Regions from separate parts of the Mus musculus genome. Here region 2 is linked to region 1. Evidence: chromatin contacts called from public Hi-C data. All regions are on one chromosome and are shown on one strand. The core of a region is the stretch at or near the end of the contact, and the rest is flanking DNA. Distances in the headings are between cores, read along the strand shown. Region 1 overlaps Junos (a long non-coding RNA gene). Region 2 overlaps Fggy (FGGY carbohydrate kinase domain containing).

Region 1 (7,262 bases), core at 1,837-4,336:
ATGACTGGGGGGCTTCATGTGTGATGTGCTAATATTCTAGGTCCAGTAGTAACTGATAAGTATACTTGGAGGATTTTGAATAGTTTATTAGAATATACTATAGTGTAGTAGAAGGACAGTTAAGATTTGTTACAACATAGTACCCCAATTAACTGGCTAATTGATTCCAAAGCCAATTCTAACCACTGCTCTTAAGAGTTTGAAAAAAATGCTCACGTGGGCTTTGGACGATTTATTATTCATATTTTTACATAAGGACTCTCTCAGTCACACGAGAAACCTACACATGAAATCATGGATTAGCTCTTGCTTTCAATTTCCTTGGAATGTTTGTTGGTTTTAAAAGGGCTCTCTTTCAAAAGTGTCCTTATTAATTAAATCAACCAGTCAGCCGCATTCCCTGCTTCTAACTCAGCACTCAAGTTTAAACTTGGTTCGGGAGTCAGCTTTCCAACCTTGGCTTAAGGGGCATTAGTCACTCTGAGCAAAATATGGCATCTGAACAGCTGTCTTGGGTACTGAGCGTCCAGGCCTATGTGTCTGGAGAACAGACAAAGGGGGTAGGTGTGGAAGGGAGGCAAGTTTAATTTCTGAATATATATATGTTCTGCACCCCAGGCTTTTTACAAAGAATATCTCTTGATTTTCTCAACAGGTCATGAGTGTGTTCTGCCTTCCCCATTATAACAAGGTCAAGATTGGTCAAAGACCATCCTGTTAACAAGGGGTAGAGCTGGGGCTAGAGTACAAACACTGACTCCTCTGCAGTCTTTCCTGTGTGCTGTCATGTATGTATACATGTATGTATACATCTGTGTGCTGTCATGTATGTATACATCTGCCCTAAACTTCTGACCCCCAAATACAGTGCTTTTATTCCAAGATCCAGATGGCAAAACAGAAACTCAAAAATGCGATATTCTCCACATAAACTAAACACAGACTCTGGACTCGAATTTCACAGTCCTGGGAGGATTACTTCACCTATCATCCATCCATCAGCACCAATCCACCTACCCACTCACCCATCCACCCACCCTCTTACCCACCCACTCACCCCCTCACCCATCCACCCACCCCCTCACCCATCCACCCACCCTCTTACCCACCCACTCACCCCCTCACCCATCCACCCACCCCCTCACCCATCCACCCACTCATTCACCCTCCACCCACCCACTCACCCATTCACCCACCCACTCACCCATCCACCCACCCCCTCACCCATCCACCCACCCCCTCACCCATCCACCCACCCCCTCACCCATCCACCCACCCCCTCACCCATCCACCCACCCACTCACCCATCCACCCACTCACTCAAGAGAGTGTCAAGAGCTCACCCTGCTCTGGGGACTGCCTGGTTTCTTAGAGATGGGGCAAATTGTAGATAGTCCCCACTCTTTAAGAACTTGTAGTCGAATAAAGAAGGAAAACACACCACATTAGACAACCTAATTGGAGCATGAAGGGTCCTCTAAGGTACTATGAAAGAGATGGGAACATAGAAGACAAAGCATCCAATTACCTTGCCAATAAAGCAAGGGAGGTTCCAGAAAGGAGGTGACATTGGACTATAAATACACACTCTCCCAGAAGAGAAAGGGGGAGGAAGGTTTCTCTAGGCAGAGAGCACCAAAGCACTGCTGCGCACACACCGAATCCCTGCCACCTGCTTAAAGCACCGTCTCTAATGCCTAGAATTCTGTGGACTAGGTATTATCCATAACACTTCACAGAATAGGAGCATAGGCACACAGAGGTTAAGTACTTGGCCCGTGGTTAGAGGTCTGCTAAGACAGGCCTTGAAGTCAACTCTTGAAACCTGGTTTCAAAGGTCATCCTCTTAGACACTCACTCACTGAGAACTGAGTGGGGGCCATCTGTTAGGAGTTTCTTGTGAGGAGGGACACATAAACAGGAAGCAAGCCATGGGCTCTTCCTGTAGGCTTTCTCCACGCAGCCTTATGCTGCTAATCTCAGGAACTTGGACTTGCTAGATCCATAACAGAATTAATACTCTCTCTATCTCTTTCTCTCTCTCCCCCCTCTCTCTCTAGCTCATGTACAGAGGCAAGATTCTCTCTCTACTTATGAGGCCACAGAAGAGAAAGACACCTTTATTTACTTTTGACTGAAAACATTATCTGTCTACTGTAGACACACCTGTATCTTTGGTTAGTTGGATGTCAGTATCTGAGTTGTTCGATTTCTGTGTCCAACAGTTTGGGTAATGCATGAGGACATAGCCTTTGTTCGTCTCCTTTGCCACCCCCTGAGTGCCCAGCATAGCACTTGGCCACAACTGGTACTTAGACATTTCCAGTGAATATTTACTGAAAATGTGTTGAGTGACTTCTGGGTTTTGATTAATTATTTAGGAAGCAAATTGTGGGTTTATTTGCTTTGCTAGTAAGAGGACGTAGCTGAAGGAACTCTGAAGGTGAAAGAGACCTTTGTCTTAAGTCAGTGGTTTACAAAGTGCTTTTCTAAGTTTGCCTTCTGGATTCTAATTCAGCTACTGTCCCGCTCAAGCTTTCTGAGGTCATCACATCAGTGTTGGGAGACAGCAAGTTTGAGTCCCTATCCATTCTCATCCTTTACACCCTCTCGGATCGCCTGATCTCCTTCAGTCTGTGCCTAAACACTGTGAAGGAAGAAAGTTCATAAACTCATAGGGCACACTGTCCCCCTATCGGATGGGCAAGGACAGTACCACTGTCAACATGTCCTGAGCGCTTCTTGGGTACTAGGTTCGGTCCCTGTCGCCAAACATAATGACCAGACATTATTTTCTTTCTCCTCTCCTAGCTCTAAGACTCACGCCCTACTCTCCTGCCCTCCACTGCTCGCCCCGGGCTCTCCGGCCGCCACCGCCTGCCCCGCCCGCGCTTCGCCACCCCAGCCTCCCGCACCAGACGCCGGCTGCTCCTGCGCTCCCACGCCCGCGCACCTCGCTCTCCCAGCCCCGCGCTCCCACACCCGGCGCGGAGGAGGCGGGCGCCCGGGGCGAGGGCAGGGCGGCCACGTCAGCGGCGCCGGCTCGCTCCGCCCTCCGCGGGCCTCCCCATAGAAGGTAAAGCCTGGGCAGAGCCCGCGGGCGTCCTCAGGCTGGCAGCTCGGGCTGCTGGTTTCAGTTTCTGAAGAGCTAGGCCTTGAGCAAACACTGGCTGGCGGGAGGAGGGTGTTGGACGCCTTCCCAACAGATAATGTGATTCCCTGCCGCTGGGAGCCACCCACGGTGGGAAGGGGCAGCGCAGGGACCTGCGCAGGACAGCCACGGTCCTGGGCGGCTGGGGGAGCCTGAGCTCGGACCCTTCTTCCTCATCTGTAAGGCTGCCCCTCTCTCCGTGGACACTTAAAATGTTTGCTTTCTTTCTGAGAAAGAAACAGAGGGAGATCGCCAAGACCAACATGAACTCCAAACTCAGGGCATTCCTCACTCTACTCTGACCTTTTTGTAGATGCACTTTTTTTTTTCTTCTCAAAGGCCAGACCTATCCCTACCCAGCGGGTGACCTGTGTACATTTCCTAACTTCTCTGTCTCATTATCCTCACCCATAAAATGGGAGTAATGATACTTATCTTTAGATACGCTCCGAGGGTTAGATTAGCTATAGATTATACATATTAAGCACTTAGTGCCTTCAATCAGCAGTAATTAACATTATTATTAATTGTATTGTTATGGCGTATGACTAATCATGAGATAGATTCTTAGTGCTTCTGGGAGCATAAGTAAAAATATGCTCATTTAAAAAATTTTATTGAGGGAGGGAGTTTTATGAGGTGAATATAAAGAGTAGCACTGAGTCAGGATATAGTCGTGCATGTGTCTCATTTCATAAAGAAACTTGGAAAGCCGGCATTATGTCCACTGTACAGGTGAGGACTCTGAAGCTTCCAGAAGTCACTGGCTCATCTCAGACTCTGGGTCAGTATCTAATTTTTCTCTCTTTCTTTGAGACTTGTCCTTATATAGCCTAGAATAGTCTCTAACTCACCAAGTAGCTGGGGATAGCCTTGAACTCCTTAAAAAAAAAAAACAAAAAAACCAAATATTTCGTTTCCTCTTTCTCCCCCTCCTGCTCCTCCCCCACTTCGTGCGTGCGTGCTTGTGTGTGTGTGTGTTTGCCCAAGGAGTTCAAAAGACAGGAACTGGAATTAGAGGCTGTTAGGTGCTGCCCTATGCTGGTTGCTGGGAGGAGAGCATAGGTCCTCTGGGAGATCAGCAAGAGCTCTAATCTGCTGAGTCATCTCCCCAACTCCCAGACTTGAACTCGTGATCTTCCTGCCTCGTTAGCCTAAGTGTCACACACCTAGCTCTCTCTCCTCCAGTGACCACACCCCACCCCAGCAGGGTCACACCTGTTTGCCTCAGCAAAGGTACCTCCTTTCCTTTGCATAGCCTCCCATCCTCCCCGCATAGCCTCCCATCCTCCCTTTCGCCAAGCTCTTCAACCTGGAGAAAACCTAGTCAAGTCTGGATGCCAGAAGAAGGCCACTGTCTGCTCCAGGAGACTTTCTGATCCACCCCCACCACCTCCACCCCTCTTCTGCTGCCTGCAGCCCAGGCTGTACAGACTTGTTGTCACCACCATGTCTCTGTTTGTACTGTGCCTCCTCTCAGTAGGCCTCCACAGCTGACCGGTGCTGTCTACAGTCTTAGGACCACCCCCTCCCAGGTTTAGTTCTGAGCTTTACTGGTTGAAAGACTGGGATCTCTGATTTTTACTCTCTGCCTGTCACCTCCCTAATACAGAAGGTGGATTTCAGCAACACTGTCAGCTTGTAGTGTTGCGATCCATACAGGATGTCTGGGCAGTCAGTGGTCTGAACTTACAACTGACAAGGCTCAGGGAATGAGACAGCCTGAGGTCTTGGGTGTTACTTAGGGACAGAAAGAGGAACAGTGCCAACGGGAGAACCAAAATCATGGCTAGGCCTCAGAGGGGATGGTTCCAACCCAAGCCTCCCTGAATCTTCACATGTGGTCTTGGCCTTGCCTCTTTACTTCTTGGGATTCACCCCCCCCGCCCCCCCACCCCAAAGTTAGATTAAATACCATTAGCGGCCAGTCATTTGTCTGTGGGACTTGTACTGCCCTGTGTTCCCGGTTTAGGGTCACACACAGAAGGAACAGGAAGCACAGAACTCAGCCATTGCCTCTCATGAGCTGACAGTAACTATGGTAGTTTACAGTGTCTGCTGAGTAGGTCCTGGTATCTGGCACCGGGCCAAGCATCATTACTGCCCTGTTCCCCCTGAGAGAAAGGACTTCTGCAACTACCATTCTACAGCTGAGGGAATAGGGTCTGAGGCCAAAGAGCCAGCAACTCATTGGTCAGATACAACTGCTCAATCACCTGCAGGAATCCTTTTGAGTACAAACTTGTTCAGAGATATCTGATGACACAGAGACTCTTATCTTTCAAGCCTGTCCTTTATTAATGCTCAGAATAGCTCAAAAGGTCATGCTGCCATCTTTGCATTAGTTTCTTGGCTTTGACTTGGGCCCCAGGCAGCGTCAGTCAGGATGAGAGCTCATGGAAGGAGACAAGACAATATACTCTTCCACAGGGAGAACAAGTCTTCAGGGACTTTTCATGATAGGATGCTCAGAATACAGAAGCTTGTATCTTATGCCCAATGAGCCTGGACTGGCTGTGGTGTGTTCAAGGTTTCCAGGGCAACCTTGGCTGGGATTGGGCTGGACTTGAAGCTTTTGAAATGTGTCCACTGAGATACAATTCTTTGATGATGGCATTGGGGTATGGTAGGGAACAGATAGCATTAACAAGGACAAGTAAGTAGAAACCATAAAACTAAATGGGGAAATTGCTTTCATGGCTGCTGTGTTCCCTGATCTTATTTAGTTTTTTCCCATTCCCCCTGCCCCCCACACCCAAAGAACCACATAATCAAATATCCTTTTGAACAGTAAGCACCATAGGCTCACTATTGCCAGCTGGGTGAGTCCAAACTCATTGAAGATGGCATTCAATGTACTTCGTGATCTGGTTCCAGCTCTCCATTTTAGCGGCATCTTCTCCATATTAACAACACCATTCCCAGCATCTATGACTCTTGCATGGTGCTCGTGGCTTATAGCATATCATTACCATACTTTAAGGATAAAAGTATCAATTGTGTCTTAGAACCAATTGGATTTGCTCTTATACTCTCAAGACTTTCCCAAATACTCCCCTTCAAGAGAAGGGGCAGCCTTTAACCAAAGAAGTGAACTGATATCAAGGAGAAATGCTAAGAACTAAGGCAGTGTTCCCAGGTGTGTGGAGTTGGATGTCTGAGTAGTTTGGGAAGTCTTGTGTTGCTTCCACACTGGCTGGAGGATAGTGATGGGGATGCACACCTTCCTATCTTGAACACTGTTTCCAAGATGCTATGTCAGTGTTCAGGAGGGCTGGAGGAAGCTGACAACTAGGTCAGGCAATTTCTTCTCCCAGGGTGCCATTTTCATCAACCATTTCATCCATGATTTCAGTGTATATGAAATGGGACTGGAGCCCATTCTTCATACCTCTAAAACCTTAGCATGGAGTCAGGTGGCCATGTGGTTGGTTCCTTCAGGTGTTGCGGTTTATACCAGTTATACTATAACTATCACTGGGTTCCTTTTATTGCTAAGTGCCTTGGGTTGGCGGGTCTCTCTATGCTCTCGTGGTAGGAGGTGAAGCACAAACTTGTTCAGATCATAGCTTATCTACACTGTGCCATCCGTGAAATCCCAGTTCATACGTCAAGATACAATCTTTTCACCTCCTCTGGGATAGGGCCTACATCTCCCCTGGGTCCTCTTACATACTCTCTTTGCTTTCTTTGTGAGCTGGGCCTAAGCCTTTTTTACAGAGGCCTAGAGGGAGCTATGTATCTCCTTACACAACCCTGGGCACAGCCCGCCTTTAGAAGAGTTTGTTGAGTGAATTATTTGGTAAAGAAAAAAAAAATCCCAAGAGGCTTTTATGTTATTTTCGCTTTCAAAAGAGTACAAGGATTCATAATCCATCATTCACATTATATTTGAACCCTAAAGAGCAAGCAAGAATACAAGTACCTTCCAGAGGAAAGCCAAGAAAGTTCAGGACAGGCCACTGCCCCCAGAAAACATCAATGGCTGAGTGAAACCTCTTCCATGCTTCTTGAAATTCAGATTTTCAACTGTAATGTTTTCATATCACAGAGAATCAGGCTTTTTTCTCCTGTGTCTTTGGCAAGTCTATACCACTTTAACAAAGTTGTC
Region 2 (7,295 bases), core at 1,083-3,582, 520 kb after region 1:
GAAGGCACACCCTAAAAACGTATGGCACCATATCCTGATCTTTGATCCCAGATTCCATAGAAAGGACAAAGCTAAATGCCAGAGCTCAGAGTTCTCTGCTGCCTCAAGTTCCTGCTTGCGGATGAACTTTTCCTTGAACTGTGAGCCAAAATAAGCCCTTTCATCTTTTAGTTACTTTTGTCAAAGAATTTATCATAGCAACAGAAAAAGTATTAAGACAAATGATGGCATCTACCTATTTGGTGTATAAAAGTGCTTAAAAGATATGCATAGGTATTTATTATAGGCAGGGGAGAGAGGAGGAAGGAGGAAACCAGTATCTTCTCTACGTGTGAAGAACTCAGCAGGGAGGTTTTACACCTTGAGATGTGGGTTGTATGTATTGTGTTGTTTTGCTTCTAACTTTTGCACATATGGATCACCGGCCTCACCTTAACCCACACCACCTCCCTCTTCTCCCAGGAACCAACCCTGGATCCTCTGGAAGAACAGTGAGTGCTGTTAACTGCTATTCCATCTCTCCAGCCACCTTTCGGCATTTTTTAATGCCAGATTGCTCTGAGTGTCCTTGAAGCCATTTGCCTTTCCATGGTTGCTTTTTACTGTTTATTCTTAAATCTTAATACATTGCCTTTATAACTAAACTCTGAAAATAAATATTCGTTTCCTTTTTTATTTAACTGAAACAAAGTTGGGTTTAAGGAAGACAGTTAGGTATTCTTAAGCATGAAGGTTGAGAGAAACAAAAAATGCTCAGAAGACATTAAGCCACACTTCAGAGCACTGGTATAGAATTTTCAAAGAGTCCCTGAAAGTAATGGCATCCTGAAAAGTGGGAGAGCCAATTTCCCCTCCAGGGAGCGTCTCATTGTTATCCATGGCTATAGTGTGTTTCTCCTTCCTGAATACCTTAAGTTTTACCCGAATGCTTCTCTGTAAAAAATGTCTCAGTGAACTGAGACATCTTATTTTCTTTTTGTTAAGAAGAATAGAAGGGGTAAAGCAGTAGATTGGGACATTCTAGGAGGAGGGCTCAATCCCCACTATGTGTTTTACATGCACAGATGCATACAGACAAAAGAAGACACAAAGGAGGTAAGCAATGGAAAAACAAACAGAACATCAAAATTACTCTTCTCTTTTCCATGTCAGGTTTTGCTTTTGTAGTGTCTTATGAAGTAATTTTCCTTGATGATCCTGAGTGAACATCCAATTAACAAGAGTCAACTTGATAGCATATGTGTCGTGTGTGTGTGTGTGTGTGTGTGTGTGTGTGTGTGTGTGTTCAGGCACATATGTGCCATGGTATGCATATGGATCAGAGAATAAGCCATAGAATGGGCTCTCTCTTTTACCTTGTGGATTCCAGAAATGGAATTTGGGTTGTCAGGCTTGGCAGCAAGTCCCTTTACCCACTGATGCATCTTTCTGGTTCTCAAAAAGACTTTATTTGATTAGAACAAGGTTTCAGGGTCTGCCTTACTCTTTCCTAATTAATTCAAGTGACCTGTCCCACCTTGCTGAGCCTCTGTGTCCTTTCCTGTCACATGGGGCTACAGTACAATATCTTCTTAAGGTTCTTGTGAGGTTTAGTAGCCTCCACAACCAGACTCTGCACAGTGCCTTGCATAGGGATTCCACCCTTCTCAGCCTGTCCCCTGTGTTTCATATTACCCCACATTAGCATCATTTTTGTTTTGTTTTGTTTTATTTTATGGCAAATCCAAATCCATAAACTGAGAGGATTTCATCCAGATTTTGGACTATTCGGTAATAACTTCTGATCTTTTGTTTTTGACAGTGAGATGTCTTTCTCTGAGAGCATGGGAAAACTACCTCAGCTTTTTTATGTAGTCATGACCACATTTGAACTGTTACCAGCAAGTCTAACTGAAAAGGCAACTCAATATTGCCCTGTGCTTATATTATTTTGCTCTGTCAGGAACCTGTCAGCAAGTGTTGATGAAGTGCAGAGCCAGTAGTAACAAGCGTGCATCCTGAAAGCTCCCTAACACAAGCAGCCGCAGTCGGTGCAGTGCTATTTCTTCCCAAAGAAGCCCCTCTTGTCTCTTTGCTGATGTCATTAGTGGTCCAGCCCCAGTCATTATATCTCCCCTAGAGCAATATCTTCAATGCTGCTAATTCAGTCTTTTGTATGCCTTGAACAACACAGACCCATCACAGGCCTGTGAAGTACCAGAGGCTGCAGCCAGGAATATCTTGGTAATTTATCCCCATCCTTACCTCTAATTATTCTGTTGTTCACTGGCTTGCTCAATTGAGACTCTCCAGGTTCTACATTCCCCAAGCAGAGAACAAAAGGTTTCCCTTGAGAGTGGGGCCTGGCCCTGTCAGTGCAGTGAACTGTGCATAAATTATGCAGCACTGTGGCTGGCTTTCTTTTCATAGTCTTGCTGGAGAAATTCCGGAGAAAGACCAGGCCCCTGGAACTGGGCTGGCTTATTCTTCTGAGGTTGCTTTGCTCTGAGTGTATCTGGAGAGCAAGAAGCACCCCCTGCCCCCTTCTTTTTGCTGAAGCTGCTTCAGGTTCTTCAAGAACTACAAGTGTGTTTGGTCTTTTTTTTTTTTTCCTCACTCTCTACCTGTCTAGGAAAACACAGCAGGTGCCCGCTATTAAGCTTTGCTCCGATTCCTTCATTTGACCCCTCCAACTAGACTAAACTGGCTGGGCTCTCCTTTCTGCTTTCTCAGTTATCTTTACCTCTATGAGACTGGCGCACTACCTACTGCACTAACAAGGCTCCTTTCAATTAGCCTTACTTTAAAATAATATGATTTTTTTATTAAGTCTTTGAGAATTTCATACAATGTATTGATCCTATTCACCCCCAATCCCTCTCCCTAACTCCTCTCCGATCTTCTTCTGCCTCCCTATCCACCCCAACTTTGTTTAGAAAATATAACTCATAATGTGTTGCCCCCATATCCTTAGGTGTTGGGCTTAGAAGCCCTTCACTCTCTGTCCTAGAATATTGACTGGCTTGATCTTGGGCAGGCAGCACCCATGGCATGAGCTCAGGAGCACTGTGGTCCCTGCATATGCAGAGGCCCTTTTCAATGTAGTCTTCCCATGCTTCAAGCTACCCCCACTGTCTCTCTTTCCCTCCCTTCCCCCTCTTTTTTCTCTCCCCTTTCTTCCCTACCTTTCCCCTCACTCTCTTCCTCCCTCTCTTGTCTCATTTGTAGATGGATACTCCATTGACACTTCCTCTTTTATACTTTGGCCAGAAGTGAGTTTCTGCACCATCTACCACGATCCACTGCCCAAAGAAGTTTCCCTGGTAAGGGCTGAGGGCTGCACTAATCGATGGATAGACAGAAATGAATTTAGAGGGAAATTTGATAGCCATGTAGATAGTATACAAGGATAGTGGTAGTTCAACCCTGGAACCTGTGAACTTTCCAATCTGGATTAACCTTATGTTGTTACTATTTTGGTTTATTTGTCTATGTGCATAGGATATGTTGTTTTGTTGTTTGCTTTGCTTTGATGAGATCCCCACAAAACTAATCTTCAGTCCTTATACCCTGGCAGCCAGAGCTCTGGGATCTGGGTTGAGAAGGAGCCGAGGGCTGACTTGCAATGCCATAGATCCTTACTTATTCTCTTTCAGGATGCTTTTACCCTTAACCATCTTCCTGCTGTGTGGTCCAGCTATATCTCCCTGTAGACAGTAAGGATGCCTGTCCCTCTCAGACCCTCTGGGAGTGAAACTCAGCCTCTGTGCTTCCATTCTTGTTCTCTCTTACTTCCTTGTGAATTTTTGTCTTGAAGTAATATTGAACGGTCTGCAATATGTAGAGATCATTTTTCTTCCCTTTAATAAAATAATGTGGTAACACACTCATATGTCTTCTGTCACTCAAGCATCCTTGAATGTTGCTCATATGTATTTTTTTGCACGTAAAAAATTGAATTCATTGCATGTCATGTCGACGTTTGTGAGCACAGCCTATGTTTTCTATTTGCTGTAGTGCTGTTGTTTGAATTTTGTTACATCTTATCTTAGCTTTAGCAATAAAGTAAGGAGCTATTCTGGAGTCCAGAGTACTTCAGAGGGGCCAGTTCAGTGAATGTTAGACTTTCTGGTACAACCACAGGGACTTCTAAAATATTATTGGAAGGTTGGCTTAAACTATTTACTCAGTTGCTCTAGTACTAATAGCCCCACTAAAGGTTTCTAGTGTTGTTCTGGTAAATTTTGTTTTTCTGTGAAATTGTACTTTCGTCTAAGTTTCCACAACTGCATAGTCTTGCTCATGTTATCCTTTGGCTTTCTTTTTCTGTCAATGTTTGCCTTCTCTGTGGTAATAGCTCCCGTTTCCTTCTATGACATTTGTTACTTTTAGCTTTCATCTCTGCTTCCTCTCTTTTGCTCATCATGTTTTCACATTGACTCACTGAGTTTTCTTCTCAACCTCATTCTAATCTTTCAGTTTTTCATGATTTTCCAAGGTTTCTGATTAGGTTGTTAATTTTCAGGGCTTTTCCCAGTGAAGCTCTTTATTAAGTACCACTTACACCATTTAGTGCCTGCCTATAAAATGCTTTTTTCCTTTCTCCTATACAAATATGTAGAAATTGTCCAACTATATTCATGCTGTTTAATTCCACAGTAGAGGTAATTATAATTCATTTTTATCATTTACACAATTCTTCAAAGTACTAGAAGGACAATATCATATTTCAGAATAATTATTTATGTTTTTTTCATTTTTGCGAGTTATTATTCTTATATATTTTCTGTGTTTGTGAATGTGTTGTGAGCAAGTGTGACGGTTCGTGTGAGTATGTGTGCACACGTGAGTAAAGACCAGAGGTCAACCTCCTATGATATACTAGGTTCCATCCTCCTTACCTTTTTGGAAACAAAGTCTCTTTGGGCTAGAGTTCACTGATTAGGCTCAGCTGACTGCCAAGTGTCGGCCTGGCAGTGAGTCCCCAGGGTCACCTGTCTTTGCCTAGCCAGTGCTTGAATGTGTAACATTTAAAAATGTTGTCTGTCAAGACCAGTGAAGTGCCTCAGAGGGTGAAACTGTTTGATGTGCAATGCTAAAGGTCTGAATGAGTCCCCAGAATGCACACAAAGTGAAGAAAAGCTTTCTCCCGAGCTTTACATATGTGCTGTGCTAAATGCCCACCCTCATGTCTACCCAAACATTATATTCGTTGAGTGCACAATGATAAAAGTAAAGAAATAGAAGCTGCAGACGTTGCTCAGTAGCTGTGAGCTTGCTCTGCTTTTGTAGAGGACCCATGTTACGTTCCTAGCACCCTGTGATGGACAGATCACAAGCTCCTGTAACTCTATAAGATCTGTAGATACACACACACATACAAGCACACACACACACACACACACACACACACACACACACATATACATAAATAAAATTAATAAAAATAATTCTAAAACTAATTTTAACATTTAAAAGTTATATCATAGTTTTTATGAATATATTTTAGAAAAAAGAACTATCAGATTGAAAAATATATGCTGGAAGTATTTACTTTACTTCTAAGGCTATTTTGAATTTTCTCTTTTTAGTAAGTTGTGACATTGATGCCATTCTTTTTCTGTGTAATCTTGTAGTATCTGACTTGACCCTTGTTTTCATTTTAAGTTTATATTGTATCCTTCACTTCTGTTTATTCGGTGTGGGTTTCCTTGGCTTCACTGGCTTCATTTCCCCCTTTATGTTCCTTTATCTCTCGTGACTTTTTAGGGTTTTGATGAGCTCTTCATTTCCACCAGTGACTGCACCCTAACTCTTTTGTAACCAACATGAAACAGAAAGTAAGAAAGGTTAGTCTTCCCCAGGGGACAGCACATCAGTCAATTAGTTGTTTAAGGCCAAAAGATCAGTTCTGAAAACATACATACATGCATACATACATACGTACGTACATACATATATACAATACCATTATTCAGTCTGAGCACATAACAACAATTAATGAAAAAAGACCATGAATTTGAAGAAGAGCAAAGGAGGGTATCAGGGAGGGCTTGGAGAGAGGAAAGGGAAGGGGGAATGGTATCATAATTAATGAGTAATTTCAAAAAGAAGATTCTTTGAATTCATTAAACTTCTCATCTCCCTAAAATATGAGAAACATCTCTTTAAATGAACAATGTGGTCTATTTTATTTTTTATACTTTTTAATTTTATTTTTTCAAATATTACACCATTTATTCTTCCATATATCACTCCTCTCTCTCTAAATTCAAGGCCTCTTTTTCACTAATACTTATTGCATATATATATATATATATATATATATATATATATATATATATAACTTATATGTATATTTTCAGGGCTGACCAGTTGATGTTTTATTTGCTGGGGAAGACCACATCTTTCTCTTAGCTTTCTTCAATTGCTTATAGTTCTTTGTGTAGGACTGAAGCCGCATAGGTGTTTGCTTGTTCACTTTGGCTTGTCTGTTGGCATTGTCCTTGTTTAGCTCATGCTTGGACAGTCATGTTGGTGAGACTTTATCTATTTAGCTACTGATGTTACTAGGAGACACAGTCTCATAGTAAACTCCCTGAGCCTCTGGCTCTCACAATCTTTTCACCCCCATTTTTCCAATATTCCCTGAGCCTTAGGCATATGTGAGTGTTTGTAGATCTATCCCTTGAGACCAGACTCCATACTTTGCTTTTTGATTTGTTTTGGTTTTCTTTGTTAGTTGTAATGAGAAGTTTCCTTGTTGTGGGGTTAAGACTACATTTTTCTATGGATATAAGGAGATATGCTTATTGACTGTTGTTAGGGATTATGTTGATTTAGTAAATTAATGGTTGTAATTTCTCATCCAACAACAATGACTTTACTAGTAGTGAGTAATTTCTGGTATTAGGCATGGATTCCCTCTTGTTGAACATGTCTCACATTTAATCAGAGAGCTGTTGATTACCACCAAGTTAGTGTGCCACTACTGAACACTTAGGGTTATCATGCCATGCTGGTTGTTGATGTGGTCCAGGCATCATTCCTGGGTAGGATCGTTGGTAGCTTCCTGTCTTTGGATGCTTGCATGATGCTTTCTGCTACTGTGAAAGCAAGTCCTCTGGGAGTGGACATTCGGGTCAGTTCCAGCTCAGGGCTCTCTCTGTATCCTGTGTCTGAAGTGCTTGGTGTCTTCAGCAGTAGAGACTTACCTTCCACCTCAGGGTAAAATTCATAGGAAACAGTAATAGGCTGTATGTTTAGGGAGTCTCTTAGAAAGCCTTAAACAAACACTTCAAAAAGGGCTTCTGGTG

Evidence for each region. A called contact is a pair of places that touch in the nucleus more often than the background predicts.
Region 2: a Hi-C map of uterus shows a contact between it and region 1, with 5 times the contacts expected there. The contact joins two enhancer-like sites. A contact is called at or near these places in 3 of 484 Hi-C or Micro-C datasets (bone marrow-derived macrophages and uterus) and 7 of 115 datasets of contacts at active chromatin or transcription factors (T-cell acute lymphoblastic leukemia, bone marrow-derived macrophages, craniofacial prominence and 3 more).

What each region holds. Positions count from the first base shown.
Region 1 is chr4:95,158,380-95,165,641 of GRCm38.p6, forward strand. Junos (a long non-coding RNA gene) reads left to right here. Exons shown (of 5, transcript XR_867920.3): 4 at 2,812-3,076. Among named protein-coding and RNA genes, the nearest start is that of Gm12708, 31 kb to the right of the region's middle. Within about 2 kb of position 3,087, at least 294 of the 459 cell types and tissues checked have an H3K27ac peak or open chromatin away from gene starts, as enhancers often do. A contact at or near this core is called in bone marrow-derived macrophages, embryonic stem cells and uterus, where this site is marked.
Region 2 is chr4:95,682,604-95,689,898 of GRCm38.p6, forward strand. The region is part of intron 5 of Fggy (FGGY carbohydrate kinase domain containing); the gene reads left to right. Among named protein-coding and RNA genes, the nearest start is that of Fggy, 130 kb to the left of the region's middle. Within about 2 kb of position 2,333, at least 93 of the 459 cell types and tissues checked have an H3K27ac peak or open chromatin away from gene starts, as enhancers often do. A contact at or near this core is called in bone marrow-derived macrophages, embryonic stem cells and uterus, where this site is marked.